3 separate regions of the Zea mays genome follow, and regions 2 and 3 are each linked to region 1. A link is a contact called in public Hi-C data. All regions are on one chromosome and are shown on one strand. The core of a region is the stretch at or near the end of the contact, and the rest is flanking DNA. Distances in the headings are between cores, read along the strand shown. Region 1 holds the start of LOC100382483 (Polynucleotide adenylyltransferase family protein). Region 2 holds the start of LOC100502219. Region 3 holds the start of LOC100282351 (60S ribosomal protein L12-like).

The links. A called contact is a pair of places that touch in the nucleus more often than the background predicts.
Region 2: a Hi-C map of ear shows a contact between it and region 1, with 3 times the contacts expected there. The contact joins the promoter of LOC100502219 here to the promoter of LOC100382483 in region 1. A contact is called at or near these places in 3 of 25 Hi-C or Micro-C datasets (ear, tassel and an unstated tissue).
Region 3: a contact with region 1 is called in a Hi-C map of endosperm, with 5 times the contacts expected there. The contact joins the promoter of LOC100282351 here to the promoter of LOC100382483 in region 1. A contact is called at or near these places in 8 of 25 Hi-C or Micro-C datasets (bundle sheath, ear, endosperm and 4 more) and 1 of 3 datasets of contacts at active chromatin or transcription factors (leaf).

What each region holds. Positions count from the first base shown.
Region 1 is chr2:66,874,954-66,877,642 of Zm-B73-REFERENCE-NAM-5.0, reverse strand. LOC100382483 (Polynucleotide adenylyltransferase family protein) reads right to left here and starts at 1,367. Exons shown (of 13, transcript NM_001175222.1): 1 at 1,141-1,367; 2 at 904-1,029; 3 at 66-163. The coding sequence starts at 1,312.
Region 2 is chr2:66,024,284-66,026,972 of Zm-B73-REFERENCE-NAM-5.0, reverse strand. It overlaps LOC100502219, which reads right to left and starts at 1,343. Exons shown (of 10, transcript NM_001363235.1): 1 at 1,089-1,343; 2 at 1-568. The coding sequence starts at 524.
Region 3 is chr2:66,220,775-66,223,463 of Zm-B73-REFERENCE-NAM-5.0, reverse strand. LOC100282351 (60S ribosomal protein L12-like) reads left to right here and starts at 1,367. Exons shown (of 2, transcript NM_001374366.1): 1 at 1,367-1,919. The coding sequence starts at 1,417. The coding sequence ends at 1,917.

The DNA of each region.
Region 1 (2,689 bases), core at 118-2,617:
AGTAGACCTTCATTCCAGTAATACCGCTACATCATGATCACATCATTGTTAATTTGAGTTATAACCTGCCTAAGATCAGCTGTTGTTATTATGTCGAAATCCTTTGGCGTCTTTTTCATTATGAGATCTCGAACACAACCACCAACAAGGTACACATCATATCCTGCCAAAAAAAGTGAAACATATCAACCAAGCAAGTAATGCAATGAACCAGCAACAACTGGGTGGTAATGGGATCTAAATTTTACGCTATAAAATTTAAGGATCAGATCGTATTTGGATCAGGCTGTATTTCTATTTATTTTTGAGCTAAAATTAATTAAGGGCTCGAACGAATCGTGAAGAAACATTTGGATCGTGATCCATTACCACCCCTAGCAACAACAAAGGATACTCAAGCACCTAATTAACAGATGGAGAAAAGTACAATGGAATTGAAATCACATTCATATCTGATTAGCTATATTAATCGACTACTAGTACCGAACAGGATACAAATATGGTTTTGCATTTTTCATATCCAATTAACCGTTTCTCCTCTAGTCACATTTATATCTTCACAAAACAAAGTATGCCTTACATCTTTCATTCTGAAATATGATTTTATCCAAACTACTCAAATTTATTCAAATAAAAAATAGATGGATTCTGTTGCAGTATAGATAAAAGATAGTTTCAATTCTAATTAAGTAAAATGCAACTATTATATTTGCTTTATATGAGGCTGAGTTGAGTATTAAATCCTGTCTGCATTTGTTCTGACATTTGACCTGTAACTAAGTACTCGATCCACTAGTTCAGTCGCAGGACACCGGACTGAAATCCAACCTCAGCAGTGGCATTTCAGGATTTGGCAGGACAACAAAGCAAACACTAGCAGGGACATTGGGGTGGAGGACGCACCTCTGCTGCGGAGGCGGTGTAGTACGTTCCAGGCCTCGGGGGGGATCATGGACTCCTTGATCCCGAACCTCTTGGCACTGATCTTCTTCCACTCCAGCCCCTCCATCCCCTCCGCTCCCGGCCCACCTGCAGAGAATGCTCAGCGCCCACCAGGTAAAGAAAAGCAAAACCCTTGGGGCTAGCATTTCGCCGTCACGTCACCACTGGACCAACAGCAAGAACGGAGGGGAGACTTACTGTCGGATGTAGGGGCGGTAGATGGGGTGGAGGAGTCGGAGGGCGAGGGCGAAGGGGACGGTGCGCGGCGGCGGCGCCGTGGGGAGGCGAGCGCGGCGAGTGGGGATGGTGCAAGGCGGCCGGGCCTCGTGAGCGATCCGAGCCACCGCAGATCCGGGGAGCGCAGGGCCATCGCGACCGGGACGGCGCGGCGGCGGGAGGCGAGAGCGGGGTGAAGCGCAGCAGCGGGCAGGCGAGCGGCGGAGGAGGGTGGATAGGCTGACGGCGGCGAATATGCCCATTATGCCAGATCCTCTTCGTTCCATTCGTTGCCTCTATCGGTGGGCTTCTTTGTGGCCCATGGGCCGTAGGGTTTTAGAGTTCGTACCATGAATCTACCCATATATGGTAGTGGGCTTTTGATTGATGGGCCATTGTTGATAAAAGTGGTTCTATTTTGAATTTTTGATATACTGAGCTATGGAATCTAGTTAATTAATCAGAAAAATGTTTACTTTGCATTGCTGCATAAATAATAATATATGATTATTTTTTAATAAAACATCATAATTAATGCCGAACAGAGTCCTAGTTCAGCCGAATGCTTCTCTCGTTCTTAACATTGAGGTGCCACTGAATTTACATGCAACACACCTGCAGCATTTTGGCTGACAGTGTATGATAGAACTAGAGACTTATTACACCTAGATTATGCATTGCATTAATGCTTATCAAATTAATCCAATCATATACTCAATGTGTAACACATCCATACTTGATGGACTTCCAGATAAAGGAACAATGAATCCGAATAAAGCCTTCTTTTGCTCCATCAGCAGAAAACATTTTTCACTTGTCAAATTTATTTGTCAGATCAATGTCGAGAAGATCCTAAGTCCAACATAGAAGTGTGATCTCTAGTAGTATATCAGTGTGCAATCCTGCAAACTGGCAGCATGGATCTTTATATCCTCATCCAATGGCTACAAATGGAGGTGGAAAACTTCTGCGAAAGAAGCTCAAAGGGTCTGTTTGGTTCAGCTTTTTTCTGACCAGCTTTTCCGAGAATCTAGCTGTGAGAAGAATCTGGCTGTGTAGAGAATCTAAGTATCATTAGGATTACGTGCGGAGAAGATAAAGTTGTCCATGGGGCTCAGGATCTATAAAGTGACGGATTACTACTATTGCAACGACTCAACCTGTCGGCGTTTCGACCCCGGGGGGTCCCTGGACCGACGAGTAAATTGTCGCCGCGTGTCCCAGCCCAGATGGGTCGGCGCGAGACGGAGCACGAAGGGGGGAAAGGAGACAGGCAAAAGGGGAACCCTGCGGCCTTCGTATTGTCCTGCGCCCAGGTCGGGTGCGCTTGCAGTAGGGGGTTACAAGCGTCCGCGTGAGAGAGAGCGAGGGACTTACGCGTCGGCCCGATCTCCCGCGCGGCCAACCTTTCCGTACGAGAGCCCTGGACCTTACTTTTATAGGCATAAGGAGAGGGCCTAGGTGTACAATGGGGGATGTAGCAGTGTGCTAACGTGTCTAGCAGAGAGGAGCTAGAGCCCTAAGTACATGC
Region 2 (2,689 bases), core at 94-2,593, 850 kb after region 1:
CGTTTTGCACGAGGTGTGAATGGGATTTCAACAGCCACAAACCCACTGCCACGTCCAATTATCTTCTCGACTTCAACTCGGGCATCCTTAAGATTGATTCCCATAGACTTCAGAACCTTCGCCGCAATACCCGTGCCCTCACCAATAAGCCCCAGCAAAATCTGCTCTGTCCCAACAAAGTTATGTCCCAGGCGCCTTGCCTCCTCCTGTGCAAGCATAATCACCTTGATTGCTTTCTCAGTGAAGCGCTCAAACATGGCACGAACCACCCCTCTTGAGGCTGATCCACGCGGTCTTGCAATCTGACTTGCCACGATCGATCCAAAGTCACGCTTGATCACGGACCTCGTGTCTAAAAAGTTTGTCTGACGCAATCCTTGGAAACCACCAAGAGTAAGAGTCCTTGTTGGCATATTTCGCACCATTGTAGCATTGGTTCTGGCCCTTGCACGCACACGGAACCGACCTGAGCTGCTTCTGTAAACGGTTGGAACAACCGCAGACTGAACTAGAGTGCCCTCCATGCTGAACTAGGAAAAGGCAATCCCAGGTCTGTATCTACCAAGCCCTGCAAATTTGCAAAAGGAAAAGTAAAACTGTAAATATCACAAAAATGACAACCCCATACTGAAACGACTACATGTCTCGAACAGATCATATTTCGTCTAAACGACTCTACAGCCTCTGTGTGCCGACACAGGCGTACACGCTTACATGTCTCGAACAGATCATATTTCCTCTAAACAGAATCACACATCGACCCCCCCACCACACACACACACACCAAAAAAAAATAACCGCCGTTCAACGAAACAGAGACGAGAGATATGGTTGCTGGTTGAGGCCACAAGACGCGCTCTAAATCGTATCAGTGGACCATCCTCCAGTGGGCAACATCTAGCCTAAGCGACGCCACAGCAGCCATCCGCGCTACCCACTAGGAAAGCACCCGCGTTTTCGCCGCGCGGGTCAGCCAGGGAATGAGACGGTGGGACCAATTACATCCAACAAGCCCTCACTCCCAACCACGACGCGCCGACAGACACCCTTCACAAATTCGGACGGGGAAATGGGAACGGGGAGATTACGGCGCCGAGTTTCGTCTCCCAGAGAGGGGTCGTGGAACGCGCGGCAGCGGAAGCGTCCCGACCCTGCGCCGGCGTCCGGCGAGGAAGGCGCACCCTAGGCAGGGGAGGAGGTGGCAGGGGAGGAGGTGGCAGAGGAGACCAGAGGTAGGGCTAGCTGCCTGCCGCGTGGGAAATGGGAATGGAGGGGGGGGCAGAGGTCAGAGGAGGTCAGGAGGATAAGGAGAGGAGGAAGGCGGCGAGAGCTTGCGCTATTGCGCTGCATCGGTGGAGTGGGTCGCACGTTACCCCCTCCCAACATGGGCTTTTTCTCTTTCTTGTCTTTGCCCGCGTGTAACAGCCCACTTAGCCCAACGACGGCCCTAGTTTGTGCGAGACAATTGCCGTTATGAAACAACAGACAAGCGGTTTCGACAAATTGGAGGTGTTGCCGATGGCTTCTCTGTTTTGGAGACGCAGGCAACAGGCAAACTCCAAAATAGATACGAGACAGTCAATAGGAGCTGAGCAAACAGAGATTAGTCTCCTTTCGCCATTACCGTCGCCGTGCTCACACGCCGTCTGCGTCGTATTCTTCTCTCCGTCGCGGACAGCTTTTGCGCCGCGGACAACTCTTGCGCCGCTCCGCGGACAGCTCTTGCGTCTCCTCTGCGTCTGGCTGCCCCGTCGCCGGACATGGCAAGCATCAGACGGGGCGGCAGCTCCGTGACCGAGACAATCACCCAGGCATCGCAGCAGCATCAGTCGCGGCTGGACGACGACCAGCTGGCGGAGCTGCAGGAGATCTTCCGGTCCTTCGACCGCAACGCCGACGGCAGCCTGACGCAGCCGGAGCTGGGCTCCTTGCTCCGGTCCCTGGGCCTGACGCCCAGCGCCGACCAGCTCGACGCGCTCATCACCCGTGCCGACACCAACTCCAACGGCCTCATCGAGTTCTCCGAGTTTGTGGCGCTCGTGGCCCCCGACCTCCTCCAAGACCGGTCCCCTTACTCCGAGGACCAGCTCCGCAAGCTCTTCGACATCTTCGACCGCGACGGCAACGGGTTCATCGCCGCGAGATCGAGGTTGCGGCCCACCGTGTCCGACTCCACGAACACCTTGCACTGCCCGGGCTCCAGCCCGCCGAGCTCGAGCTCGGCGGAGTCCTGCTGCTGCTGGCTGCCGTCGCCCCCGAGCCACGGCGGCCGCTCCGACGACGCGGCCTTGGTCGGGCTGGTCTGGATGACGCCGGATCCCCCCGAGCCCTCCGAGGCGTTGGGCCCCTTCTCGGCGTTCCAGCACGTGGAGCTGTTGCCGGTCGCCGCTGGGGAGGTTGCGCCGCTGCGGTTCATCTGCTGCTCGGTTAGTATCGTGCGTCCGAAGAGCACTAGCCCCGCCGGCTCGGCGTCGGGCTTCTGCCTGTTGGCACCCGTGGATGGAGGAGCGCACGGGAAGTCGTCGTCGTCGCGCGCCGCCGCCGGCGCGCCTCCGATGGTCAGGTCCGTGCTGACTCTTGCCGGGATCGGGGTTTGCGACCGTGGCTATCCTCCTCCTCGTCCCCGCTCGTCGCGCAACCCGACTCGGGCTCGGGCGGGCGCCACAAGGCTGGTGACGCGACGGTGGCG
Region 3 (2,689 bases), core at 118-2,617, 650 kb after region 1:
GAGCCAAGGGTGATGCTGAGGTGAGGTCAATCGAGGCCTCCATCCAAGCAACACTATACTCCCGCTCGCATGCTAAGCTAAACGTGCCCTTCCTGATCAGGAAAAGCAGAGGGGCTATTGCTAGTGCTAACTCGCCTGCTGCTGGTAATCAAGGGCATGCATACCGGCCGCGAACACTGTCAGTTGAGCTAGATTGTCTTGGAGTTGGACAGACAAGGACCTTCCATCAGCTCCCGCTCCCATGCATGTTTACCCCCGCAGCAAGTCGAATCGGAGGAGCTGCAACAAGTGGAAGCTCAGCCTCTTAATGCCTGACAAGAACACTACTTGGAAAGTGAGGCTGTTGATAACCCAGGAAATCTGCAGATACTATACCCGGCTGTTCATGCCTAATATAATCCTGTGTGATGCCGATCGGAATAAACAGGCTGTGTCCTCTCCTGATCCATGCAATGTATGGACCATGACCCGGAGTCACACTCGCACGCACTGTTTGGGGGGAAGCCGACGGTGCAGCGGCAGCCGGCAGCAGCGCACCAGCTTGATGCCGAGGCCGAGCTGATTGCTTGGGGTGCATGCAATGGCCAGCGCGCGCGTCGGTGTCATCGTCGTCAGCTCGTCGTCGTTGCTTCCAAGGCTGGAGATCGGGAGGGAGAATCCATGGCGGTGGGAGCACTCCATGTCACCTGAAGCTTGATGAGTCGTGGAGCGAGGAATCTTGTGAGTGAGAGAGCGGAATGAATCGGGTGCCACATGTGCAGCACCTGCTGCATGCCCTGTGTGCGCGGAAATCGACCACACACAGTCGTAGCAAAGCGTATTCACAGACTCTCATATATCATTGTCGTCGGTTTCTGTCCCGTGCACGTAAATACTTCAGTGGATGATGGTGAAACTAAGCAGTCAGCAGCAGCTACGCCTGGCTGACTGACTGAAACCACCTCAACAGAAAGCACAGTTAATCTACTTTGTGTGAGTGCATCATGCAACCAATCATCAGCCAGCGCCGACGAAACCGAGCTCTGTCTCTCTTTCTCTCTGTTCCTGATCGGCGTGGGCCGGGAAAGGGAAGATGGGCCACATCCGTGCATGCACCGAACGGATCAACCAGACAACCACTAACTACATGGCACCAGACCATAATAAGCCCATCTCGTTGACGCCTAAAGAGAGGGAAGAGTCGGAAGACGACGCCGGCCGAACCGAGTTATATTTTAGGTGGGCTTCGAGAGAGTGACCCAAGGTCCAAACCACAAACAGCCCAACAGGAGGCGGCGCACAAGCAAGCGTTCGCGGTTACGTGCGAGATATATAACGACGGGCAACGCGGCCTGCCGAAACCCTAGAACGCCGCCGCCAGTCCTCACTCCTCACCATTTCCCAAACCCTACCCATACCCCCGCCGCCGCCGCCGCCATGCCGCCCAAGCTCGACCCGTCGCAGGTGGTGGAGGTCTTCGTCCGGGTGACGGGCGGCGAGGTCGGCGCGGCGTCGTCCCTGGCGCCCAAGATCGGCCCGCTCGGTCTCTCCCCGAAGAAGATCGGCGAGGACATTGCCAAGGAGACGGCCAAGGACTGGAAGGGCCTGCGCGTCACCGTCAAGCTCACTGTCCAGAACCGCCAGGCCAAGGTCTCCGTCGTCCCCTCCGCCGCCGCGCTCGTCATCAAGGCGCTCAAGGAGCCCGAGAGGGACAGGAAGAAGGTCAAGAACATCAAGCACAGCGGCAACATCGGCCTCGACGACGTCGTCGAGATCGCCAGGACCATGAGGAACAGGTCCATGGCCAAGGAGTTGGCCGGCACCGTCAAGGAGATCCTCGGCACCTGCGTCAGCGTCGGGTGCACCGTCGACGGCAAGGACCCCAAGGACCTGCAGCAGGAGATTGATGACGGCGAGGTCGAGATCCCGTCCGCTTGAAGGTGAGATGAATTCATCCTCTCGTTATTGCTCCCACGGTTTGCTAGGCCGATGCTACTGTTATTGATTTGTTTGGTGCGCGTCATGAGGAGCTAAATGTTAGTATGTGTGTTCAGCTTCTGTAGTGTGTCAATCATTGCTACAAAGTATGCCATGGATCGCTGTGCTACAACTGTACTGTGATTGAGAGGCTCGTAGTTACATCAATCTGGTTCGATATCATGTTGATTGATGGCCTAGTACTGTTTGTTCCAATTGTTTGCTTCATTGCGATCCAGATATCCAATGACATAATTGTTATGGTTTATTCGGTCAGTCAGTAGTGGAAATAAATGGTTTTGTGCTTCGATTTGCATGCGGATGGATCATATAGCTGCAGATTATGCCAAGATTTGGTAAAATATTTTAGCCTTATTTAGACATGAATTCATTGTCTGGCGTGTAAGTGTTGCACCAAATTCCATATCTTCCTGTCAATAATTTACTGTTGGTACCCTGTTATTGGTCAACTTGTCTTCCTTCTGCTGGACATCTCAGTCGGACGACATTGCCTATGTTCAATCATGAGATCCAACATGTGATTGACGTTGAGCAGTCCTTGCCACTAATGCTGTTCTTTCCTGCTGAAAAGAGAGGAGGAAATCCTCTGTATATATATATATATATATATATATATATATATATATATATATATATATATATATATATATATATATATATATATATATATATATATATATATATATATATATATATAATATATATATATATA